Linked DNA regions of Mus musculus: all the other regions are linked to region 3. A link is a contact called in public capture Hi-C and targeted proximity ligation data. All regions are on one chromosome and are shown on one strand. The core of a region is the stretch at or near the end of the contact, and the rest is flanking DNA. Distances in the headings are between cores, read along the strand shown. Region 1 has its middle 93 kb from the start of Slc22a30. Region 2 holds the start of Macrod1 (mono-ADP ribosylhydrolase 1). Region 3 overlaps Plaat3 (phospholipase A and acyltransferase 3).

What was found. Capture Hi-C pulls out chosen DNA fragments and counts their contacts.
Region 1: a contact with region 3 is called in a capture Hi-C map of embryonic stem cells, with 6 times the contacts expected there. A contact is called at or near these places in 2 of 130 datasets of targeted methods (both in embryonic stem cells) and 1 of 9 other capture datasets (embryonic stem cells).
Region 2: a contact with region 3 is called in a targeted proximity ligation map of embryonic stem cells, with 5 read pairs. A contact is called at or near these places in 3 of 39 promoter capture datasets (the 3T3-L1 cell line and pre-B cells), 4 of 484 Hi-C or Micro-C datasets (B cells, embryonic stem cells, pro-B cells and 1 more) and 3 of 130 datasets of targeted methods (the NIH/3T3 cell line, T-cell acute lymphoblastic leukemia and embryonic stem cells).

Annotation. Positions count from the first base shown.
Region 1 is chr19:8,496,409-8,500,000 of GRCm38.p6, forward strand. No RefSeq gene overlaps it. Among named protein-coding and RNA genes, the nearest start is that of Slc22a30, 93 kb to the left of the region's middle.
Region 2 is chr19:7,054,733-7,058,374 of GRCm38.p6, forward strand. Macrod1 (mono-ADP ribosylhydrolase 1) reads left to right here and starts at 2,036. Exons shown (of 11, transcript NM_134147.4): 1 at 2,036-2,450. The coding sequence starts at 2,159.
Region 3 is chr19:7,581,954-7,585,324 of GRCm38.p6, forward strand. The region is part of intron 4 of Plaat3 (phospholipase A and acyltransferase 3); the gene reads left to right. Among named protein-coding and RNA genes, the nearest start is that of Lgals12, 24 kb to the right of the region's middle.

The sequences.
Region 1 (3,592 bases), core at 88-2,587, 910 kb after region 3:
ATAAAACATTAGAGACCATGTAATCTGACTTAGAAAGATTAGTCACAAGAAAGAGTTATAGTGATTCTTCTCCCTCCCTCATTGTGACCAGTTATTCTAACTCAATCTTGGACTGGTCTAGTAATAATTCCAGTATTAGAGAATCCTAGGGAAGATAGCTAAAATCTTAATTACCTAGCAAAGTTAATTTGGAGCACAGCCTCCACTCCCAGAGAAGCTGCAGCCTTTCTGCAATTCTCAAAGTCACCTCCCCCACACCAGGAGGTCTAAGTCTAAGCCTGATCGTTGCTAATTTGCAATTGAAGGGTGTACCTGTACTTTCCCAAAGAAGCTTTTGTACTGTTGCTTTTCACTGTCTTGACTTTGTTTTTCAAGTAGGTCAGTCAACACCCTTCAGCCTGACTGCAGCAAGTGTGCATCCTTGCCTCCAACAGCACAGGTGGCAGTTATTAATCTTCACCAAGAAGCATTCTAAGTACATATTGTGGCTTTGGTCTGAATTGGAAATAAGGTTTGCTATGAGGGCCGGACAGTCTAAGACGGGCACCCAGTTGGAATCATATCAATCTAGACAGAGGTACATGCCAAGAGGCTGTGGTTTATTAATAATACACCACAGAGCCATGTAAAAGATTGGAGGCAAAGGTTAATTTCTTAGAAGTAGTAGTCTTAACAATAGGGCAGGACATATCATATATTAAGGCTAGAAAGGCAGAAATTTCAGATATTAGCAATAGTCACTTGGACACTTGGAACATTGATGAATTGGCCAGAGATTTAAAAAATAACCTAAGTGCATTGAATCCTCTGGATTGGGTTCAATATATATTCCTACTTGCTATTATTATTGGCACTATTTTATTAGTAAATCGTTGTGTTTACACTCATCTTTAGAGCACTCCTGAGACCTGTAGCTACGATGAGGCGGGACTTTCTGGAACTTCGGCAGAAATATATTAAGAAAGGGGGAGTATGCTATGCACACTCCAGTGAAGTTTGTTTCACAGGCCGAGAGGCCTGGGAGCACTCACGAGGCAAAGAGTTTCACAGAAACTCACCTCCTGGAACTTTGCGTTCTCATAACCTGTATATTCTTACCCTATCCCTGTGTTAGTCTAGTGTATGGATCCATGTGCTCTCTTTTAGTATTATCTTATTATAAGTGCCTTTTAAAATTGAATTCTGACATAACTAAGCCTTCGCCAATGTTCCAACGTCCTAGAAAGACCTTGAAGCTGACAAACTTGGAATTCAGTAGGAATTCAGTAAGGAAGTTACCTATTCAGTAACTAATTAAGCATTACAAAGGACCAAGCAGGAATAGCTCAGGGCTAGTCTGCAGAGTGTTTACTTGAGGCTGTAACCAGTCTTACCCAAACACAATGGCCTAATGAATAGGTGGGTTTACCATGAAAAAAGTTAGGGAATCCCACTGAGACAGGTTTCTTCACTAGGCCCAAAGAAATCAGGCAGAACTATAGAGCATAAATGAATTTTATGCCTCCATCCAGCTTTTTTTTTTTAATATTAATAACAGGGAGGAAATTGTAACCTCCCCCAAACCTGAAGCAGGCTGAGTCAGACCTTGACCTTTTCTGCCACTAAGGAGATTACCTAAGATGGAGGCTTCCTAGATCATTCTATTGTTCAGCCACTGTCCTGTTCCTCTTCAAGATACTGCTACCTGGCTCTGAGGCGGCACCATTTTCGACTCCAGACAACCGGCCACCTTCCTGGTCAGAGCACAGGTGTCCACCCGAGAGGCTTCTGCCTCAGCTTCCACGGGAGCCACCTTGGTTCCAGGACTCCGCAGCGGGCAGCCTGCAGGTGGGAGTGTGGAACACAGAGGCCAGCAGCTCCTGGGACAGGCGAGAGCCACAGAGCATCTGAGGCAGCGCCATTTCCGGCTCCAAACAACCGACCACCTTCCTGGTGAGAGCACAGGGGTCCGCCCGGCCCGAGAGGCTTCTTTCTGCCTCACGTTCTGCGGGGGCCACCTTGGTTCCCGGACTCCGCAGCGGGTGGTCTGCAGGTGAGAGTGTGGAACACAGAGGCCAGCAGCTTCTGGAATGGGCGAGAACCACAGAGCCTCTGAAGCGGTGCCATTTTCGGCTCCAGGCAACCTGGCACCTTCCTGGTAAGAGCACAGGTGTCCACCGGGCCCGAGAGGCTTCTACCTCACGTCCCGCGGGGGCCACCTTGGTTCCCGGACTCTGCGGCGGGCAGTCTGCAGGCCAAAGAAACACAGCTTCTGGGAAAGATCCTGTTTTGGGCCTTCATCTTCGGCCAGGAGGAGGTCCAAACACCAGATAACTGTGCACCTCCCTGAAAGAGGAGACCTTGCCTGCAGAGACTGTTCTGACCACTGAAACTCAGGGAAGAGAGCTAGTCTCCCTGGTCTGCTGATGTAGGGTAACAAAATCACCACAGGAACAATCTCTAAACAGAGACAACTATAACAACTAACTCCAGAGATTACCAGAGGGCGAAAGGTAAACGTAAGAATCTTACTAACAGAAACCAGGACCACTCACCATCATCAGAATCCAGCACTCCCACTTCACCCAGTCCAGGGCACCCCAACACACCTGGAAAGCTAGACCTGGATTTAAAAGCATATCTCATGATGATGGTAGAGGACATCAAGAAGGACTTAAATAACTCACTTAAAGAAATACAGGAGAACACTGCTAAACAAGTAGAAGACATTAAAGATGAAACACAAAAATCCCTTAAAGAATTGCAGGAGAACATAACCAAACAGGTAGAAGACATTAAAGAGGAAACACAAAAGTCCCTTAAAGAATTGCAGGCAAACACAAACAAACAGGTGATGGAATTGAATAAAACCATCCAAGACCTAAAAAGGGAAGTAGGCACAATAAAGAAAACCCAAAGTGAGGCAACACTGGAGATAGAAACACTAGGAAAGAAATCTGGAACCATAGATGCGAGCATCAGCAACAAAATACAAGAGATGGAAGAGAGAATCTCAGGTGCAGAAGATTCCATAGAGAACATCGGCACAACAATCAAAGAAAATGGAAAATGCAAAAAGATCCTAACTCAAAACATCCAGGAAATCCAGGACACAATGAGAATACCAAACCTACGGATAATAGGAGTAGATGAGAATGAAGATTTTCAACCCAAAGGACCAGCAAACATCTTCAACAAGATTATTGAAGAAAACTTCCCGAATCTAAAGAAAGAGATGCCCATGAACATACAAGAAGCCTACAGAACTCCAAATAGACTGGACCAGAAAAGAAATTCCTCCCAACACATAATAATCAAAACAACAAATGCACTAAATAAAGATAGAATACAAAAACCGGAAGGGAAAAAGGTCAAGTAACATATAAAGGCAAGCCTATCAGAATCACACCAGATTTTTCACCAGAGACTATGAAAGCCAGAAGAGCCTGGACAGATGTTATACAGACACTAAGAGAACACAAACTCCAGCTCAGGCTACTATACCCAGCCAAACTCTCAATTACCATAGATAGAGAAACCAAAGTATTCCACGACAAGACCAAATTCACCCATTATCTCTTCACGAATCCAGCCCTTCAAAGGATAATAACAG
Region 2 (3,642 bases), core at 786-3,285, 530 kb before region 3:
CAAGCCATCCACATCCTAAACTCTGGAACCTGTGAAGATGGCCTCTGGCAAAGGGAAACGGCGGCTATAAACCAGCTGATTGTGGGCAAGTACTGACTGTCTCCTGGATGCTGACGGGGCCCGGCGTAACCACAGCCTGGGAAATGGTAGATGGAGAACCAGAGAGCATGGTCCACACCACATGAAAGACAGGAGCAGCCTGGGCTCACTGCCAGGCTGCTGGAGGATCTACAGGAAGGGCCCGTGACCTCTGGAAAATCCTGGGACAAGCTCCCTTAGAGCTTCCAGGAAGGGATGAAGCCAGAGGCATGCAATTCTGGTGACTCACGTCAGATTCTTGTCTCAGAAATAAGCTGAGAAATCTGCATTGTTTACGTTGCCAGGTTGGTGGTGAGGTTTCAATAGGAGGGTCGTTCGCTTTGCTCTCTCTCCTTTTTGTTTTGTTTCCCAGGAACTAAATCTTTATTTGTAAAGTTTAGGGAGCAAGGCCTGGAGAGATGGCTCAGATATTAAGGTTCACAGTAACAATTTCTAAAATTTTTTTTAATGTGTTTGGGTGTTTTCCAGCCTGTGTGGCTGTGCACTACTCCATGCAAGGCCAGAAGAGGGCGTGGCATCCCTTGGAACTGGAGTTACAGAAGATTTTTGAGCCACCATGTGAGGGCTGGAAATAGAATTCTGGTCCTCTGGAACAGCAGTCAGGGATCTTAACTGCTGAGTCATCTCTCCAGCCCCGGGATTTAAATCCCTCCCCCACCCCCGCTTTCTTTTTAAATAAAAATGTAGAGTCTCACTGGGTAGCTCTGACAACCAGCTCTCAGGTAGGCCAGGCTGGTGTGGAACTGAATATGAAGTAGTGGCTAACCGGGAACAGGTTACAGGCATATGTCATTATGGAATATGAGGAAAAAAAAAATTAGCCGGGCAGTGGTGGCGCACGCCTTTAATCCCAGCACTTGGGAGGCAGAGGCAAGCAGATTTCTGAGTTTGAGGCCAGCCTGGTCTGCAGAGTGAGTTCCAGGACAGCCAGGGCTACAAAGAGAAACTCTGTCTCGAGAAGAAAAAAAAAAAACAACAACAACAACAACAACAACAACAAAAGAAAAGGAGAAAAATAAAGAAGAAAAAAATTATCCTTCTTAGGTCACTACTCTAGTGTTTCTATACACCCACATTTATAGATCCATATTCTCTCTCCTTTTCTCCTTTTTTTTTTTGGTTTTTGGTTTTTGAAGACAGGGTTTCTCTGTGTAGCTCTGGCTGTCTGGAACTCTCTGTAGACCAGGCTAGCCTCGAACTCAGAAATCAGCTTGCCTCTGCCTCCCAAGTGCTGGGATTAAAGGCATACGCCACCACTGCCCGGCTCTTTTTTATATTGATTGTTAGACTGACCTATTGACTGAGACAGGGTCTTGCTATGTGGCTGCCTTGTAAGTCAGGCTGATCCTAAACTTTCCTAAGATCCTCCGCCCTCACCCTCTGGAATGCTGGATTGTAAGTATGCCTTACCATGCCTATTTGACACCTAGGTTTCTTCCTGTCAAATCTCACTAATGTCTTGTGAGCTGCTGTGGAATTCAGTCGGCGCTGCTTGGCTCTTGGAGCTTAAGGGAGGTCGAGCTCTTCAGAAAAGTTGCCCCACCCTAACACATAGGTCCGCGGCACCTATCACCCCCGCCCCACCTTGGCAGGCTGGAACGTGCAGCTGCTGTGGATCAGAAGCAGAGCTGGGTGATGCGGAGGCACCAACACAAGTCCAGGTCTCTCTATGCCTACAAAACACGCGATAGGACCGAGTTTACTTATGAGCCACGGCAACTAGGCGGAAAGAACTAGAAGCCGACTTGGCGGGAAAACCCACGCACGGAGTGCCTTGTCGAATCACCGAGCTTCGGAAGGTTGGCTGCAGCCACACTCGGGAGGACACAGACAGGCTGGGTGCGCACGTGTGTGCTACCAGTGCGTGAGCGCAGTGGGCCGGGACGGAACTACAAGTTCCAGGGTGCCCAGCGGCGCGCCGCCCGCGGTCTCTAAGCAGGTCGCCACGGGCTGGCACGCGCCACTCTCGTCCCAGAGTAAATAAGGGACCGAGCGCGACTCTCCGGAGCACCGTAAATAGAGTCCGAGTGGGCGGGGAGCCGCCCGGCACCGCCTGCTCATGTCGCTGCAGAGCCAAGTGTCCGGCCGCCTGGCACAGCTGCGCGCGGCGGGGCAGCTGCTGGTCTCCCTGCGCCCCTGGCCCGGCCGCTCGGCGGGTGGCCCGCGGCCCCGTGGCAGTGCGTGCGGTCCCCTGGTGGCACTGGGCGAGCACGGCTACTGCGCGTGGCTCTCGGCGGGAGTTGGGGCGTGGGGGGCGGCGGGGCGTGGAGCCTGGGTGCGCACCTGGGCCCCCCTGGCCATGGCCGCGAAGGTGGACCTGAGCACCTCCACCGACTGGAAGGAGGCCAAATGTAAGTGTGAGCGCAGGGCGTGGGTCTCCCCGGCCGAAAGGCACTCCACGAGCAACTGAGACACTCGGGAACCCCTTTAGCCCACATCCATACCCAGCTCCTACACCAGGTTACCCCTTGACTAAACGAGTGGGGAAGGCGGCCTTACCTCAGCAATGGTCCCAGGTAGTCCACACCCCCCACACCCCCAGATCCTCTGGGATCTGCCACCTTCCTCCATGCATGCACAGGAGGGAAACTGAGGCTTAGGGCCAGAGTTCACTTCCCCAAGGTCAGGCTGGGAGTGTGCAAAGGCAAAGTGTAGAAGCTTGGCCTATCAGGTAGGGTCAGGTAGCCCCAAGAATGGCAGCTCGGGGGCCTCTCTGGGAGTATGGTAGGTGCCCGTTTTGCCCTCCTGCTGGCTTCTGGCCCCTTGCCAGCACTTTGCTCCTTCTTGAGGGACTGGGATCATAGAACTTGGAGAGCAGGCTGACATCGGGCGTGGGCTTGTGAGAATCACTGACTCCCTCAAGAATGAAAGTATTTCTCCTCCTGGACGGGCATGCCAGGAAGGGGCCACGGGTCCCGGACGACCTAGTCGCTAACTGGAATGCAAAGTGCAGAGCCCCAAATAGCCCTGAGTGGCAGTCCAGCTGCCCCTGCCTTTCAGCGCCAGTGCTTCCCTTATTATTCCGGGCCGATCCTCCTCCCAATGAGCGGCTAAGGCCATTGGCTGGGCTGCTAGTGGGCGTGACCATGGGGGCTGGGTCAAGCGGGGTTGAAGGTAACCTCAGATTGGTTCCTTTTTAGAAAAGAGAGCTCTCCCTTGTTGCAAGTCTGCCCAGGATCCTAAAGCACTTGACAGTCTTCTTTGGGAGCAATCAGAACTTGCCACTCCCTCAACCTTGGCCGGGAGTTGCGGGGCTCGTCCAGAATTCCAGCAGAGGGAGTTAGTGTTCTTCCTTAGAGTCCTGCTTACCCATGGAGAGCAGCAACCCAGGGAGAGGAGGAGAGTTGGGGCAGTACCACACGTAGTGTACCGTCTGCGTCTATTTCTACATTCCAGCCCTTCTCCCCGTAGCTCCCTTTTCCTTGGTGACCCTGAAAACCAGCCTAACCTGGGAAAGCTGATGGGACCTGAGGTTCCTCAGCTGCTGGACAGACGCTATTTTCTTCCTTTCTGTGCCAAGCGGGGAGTCAGGGGCGCTGGTCC
Region 3 (3,371 bases), core at 113-2,612:
TGGGAGGCAGAGGCAGGTGAATTTCTGAGTTCGAGGCCAGCCTGGTCTACAGAGTGAGTTCCAGGACCGCCAGGGCTACACAGAGAAACCCTGTCTCGAAAAACAAACAAAACAAAACAAAACAAAACAAAACAAAGAGTAGAGACTTCTAACCAGCAGGCAGAACTCAGTCTACCTAAATAAAACTTCAATTTAATTACATAGAACCTGTCACCAAGCTATCATAACATGTTCTTAAGTACATATAAAAAAGATGTATGTATGTATGTATGTATGTATGTATGTATGTATGTATGTATGTATGATCTGACTGTACCACTTTCTTAGTACCACCAGGACTAACTAGATACTATATTCATATCCTAACCATTCTCTTTGTGTACTAAGTGTGACCACAAACACTGGGGCTATTGTTGTGTGCCTCCACAAAGTATCTTTTGTCTGAACCAGCAGTATCAGCATTTGTTTGCACATTATGGCTTTCAGGAAAGAATGAGGCTCATGTTGTTCCTCCTCCATTATCTGCATTTTACCCCTCCTGATATAGAACTCAGCAAGGAAAACACTGGATAGAAAAGGTGTGTGTGTGTGTGTGTGTGTGTGTGTGTGTGTGTTCCTGTGTGTCTGAGTGTATGTAGAGGCAAAAAGTCAACTTCCAGTGTCATTCTGCAGGTACTGTCCCTATTTTTTTTTAAATGAACGAACAATCAAACAAACAAAAACATCTCTTGATGACTTGGAATTTGTCAACTAGGCTGAGCTGACTGACAGTCCCAGGAAACGGGTTTTTCTCATCTCCCTGCACTTGGGTTACAAATGCATGCCCCCATACTTGGCTTTTTAAGGGGTTCAGGAGATCGAACTCAGGTTTTTGTTTTACAAGTCAAGCACTTACTCACTGTTCCATCTCCCCAGGTAACTCCATAACACCATGGCTTGAGGCCAGCCAGCAGTCAGAGCTCTCTGGTTGGTAGTACCATTCACACTTGCATCCAAACTAGGTTAACAATGAGGGAAGGCAGGGGGTATAGAAGGTAGGCACTAGGTAAGGAGCCAATGAATAGGGTGAGGGCAAGGGGCTCATTAATGTTGTGAGATGACCCCAGTGGGCTGTTTTCAGTACCCACAGTCTGTTTCTACTTGGCATGGTCAGATTCCCTAGAAAACTCTTCCAGGCTTGAGTGGAGGGTGACATTCTGGGAACAGCAGAGGGGTCTTGGAGGCTCAATTTAGCATGCTCATAGTCACTCAGTGCCCCGTTGGCGGTTACGATACAATCTGGAATGCATGTCTAGACTTGCAGATCCCTAGAGCTTCTGTTTTACCCTGTCCAGAGATCAGTCACGCCTCTGCTGGGGCGAGGGAGGGGGTCCGTGAAACTGGAGGAAGTGCTCTCTCTCTCTTCCTTTTCACTCCCAGAGGAACCTGGGTGTGTCCATCTGACGGAGGAAGTGCTTTCTCTTCCTTTTCACTTCCAGAGGAACCTGGGTGTGTCCATCTGACCCTTTTAGGAGTTTCTTTCTTTAACACAGGCTACTTCTCAGCTTCTTTGTCCTCAGCCATAAGAGCTAGGCTCACAACAAAAAACGAAATGCCTCTAATTAAAAAGAAAGATCTCTGTGGTGCTGGGTAGTGAACTCAGTGTCTTCTCCATGGTAGGCTGTTGCTCGACCATAGCTGTCTCCCAGCCCAAACAAATGCTGTCTTTTATTTCAGTTAGGTTTTAGGAGGGAGTGGAATTTGACAAATGTTTAGCTTTTCCCTACACCCCCTCTTTTGCAATGCTTTTTGTCCTACTCGATAGCAGCTCAAGTCAGATAGTCTCACATCTGCATTACATAACTACCTTTACTAGTGGAATTTACTTAAGAATAGACAGATGGAGACCGGTAAGAATAGACAGATGGAGACTGGTGCCTAGACTTTAGGCAGAACCTGGGGAATCTTGTGGATGAGGGGGAAGAAGGATTGTGGGAGCCAATGGGGTCAAGGACACCAAAAGAAAACTCACAGAATTAACTAACCTGGGTCCATAGGGGATCACAGAGACTGAACCACAACCAGGGAGCCTGACTGTGACTGACCAAGGCCCTCTGCACATGTTACAGTTGTATAGCTTGGTCTTCATATGGGGCTCCTAACAGTGGGAGCAGGAGCTGCCTCATCTAGCCTCAATAGGAGAGGATGTGCCTAGTCTTAACTGCAACTTGATATGCTAGGCCTGGTTGATATGCAGAGAAGTGGGGAAGGGTGGGGAGAAGATCTAGGAGGAAGGGAGAGAGGGGAACGGGGGTTGGGAGGTAAAATAAATAAATAAATACATAAATAAATAAGAAAGAATAGAGAGGTTCAGTGGCTCACATTCTCCTGGAATCCCAATGCATGGTGGGTAAAGGCAGGACCAGGAGTTTAAGGCCATCTTTGGTGCTGGTTAGTTTTATATCAACTTGACACAAGTTAGAGTAGTTTTGGAATGAGAGAACCTCAACTAAGAAAATGTCCCCACCAGATTGGCCTGTGAGCAAGCCTATGGTGCATTTTCTTGCTTGATAATTGGTACGGGAAGGCCCGTTTCACTGTAGGCATTAACATTCCTGGGCTGGTGGCCCCAGGTGTTAAGAAAGCAGGAGGAGCAAGCCATGAGAAGCAAGCCTGCAAGCATAAGCAATGTTCCTCCATGGCCTCCACACAGGCTCCTGCCCTGCCTTCCCTCAGTGATGGAGCATTACCTGGAAGTGTAAGATAGAACAAACCCTTTCTTCTACAAGTTGCTTTTGGTCACGGTGTTTTATCACAGCAATAGAAACTGTAACTAAGACCAAGTTTGAGACCAGTCTGGACTACATGCAACCTTTTCTTAAAAAAATAAAAATAAAAATAAAAATAAATAAAAAGAGACCTGTGGAATAGAGGCAACTATGTCTTGACTCTGGTCTCTTGGTGAACACTGGAGTCCATACAAAGAGAGAGCTGGGTGTAGTGTCATGCCTGGCACTCAGGAGGCCAAGGCAGGGGGTCTTGAGTTCAGGGTGCTACAGAGCAAGATCCTGACTCCATAAGAGAAAAACAAGCATTCAGCAAAACAAACAAACAAACAAACAAACAAACAAACAAACAAACACAAGAAACCCCAGCCCTTTAAAGGGCTGAGCACCTCCAAGCCTGGCAGGCCGGACACTGGACACATGGCATGAGGTGAGGTCCTTGCTCTCATGGAGGTCAGATTTTTTTTTTTTTTTTGAGTTCTCAATTGCAATCCCTTCCTGACCTTACACTTGCCCACTGGCTGTCCATCTTCCCATTCTGCTGTCATCCCTCTCTTCTTTCCATAGATGCCTTACAAAGGTTTGTATGCTTTAAATAGTCCAGAG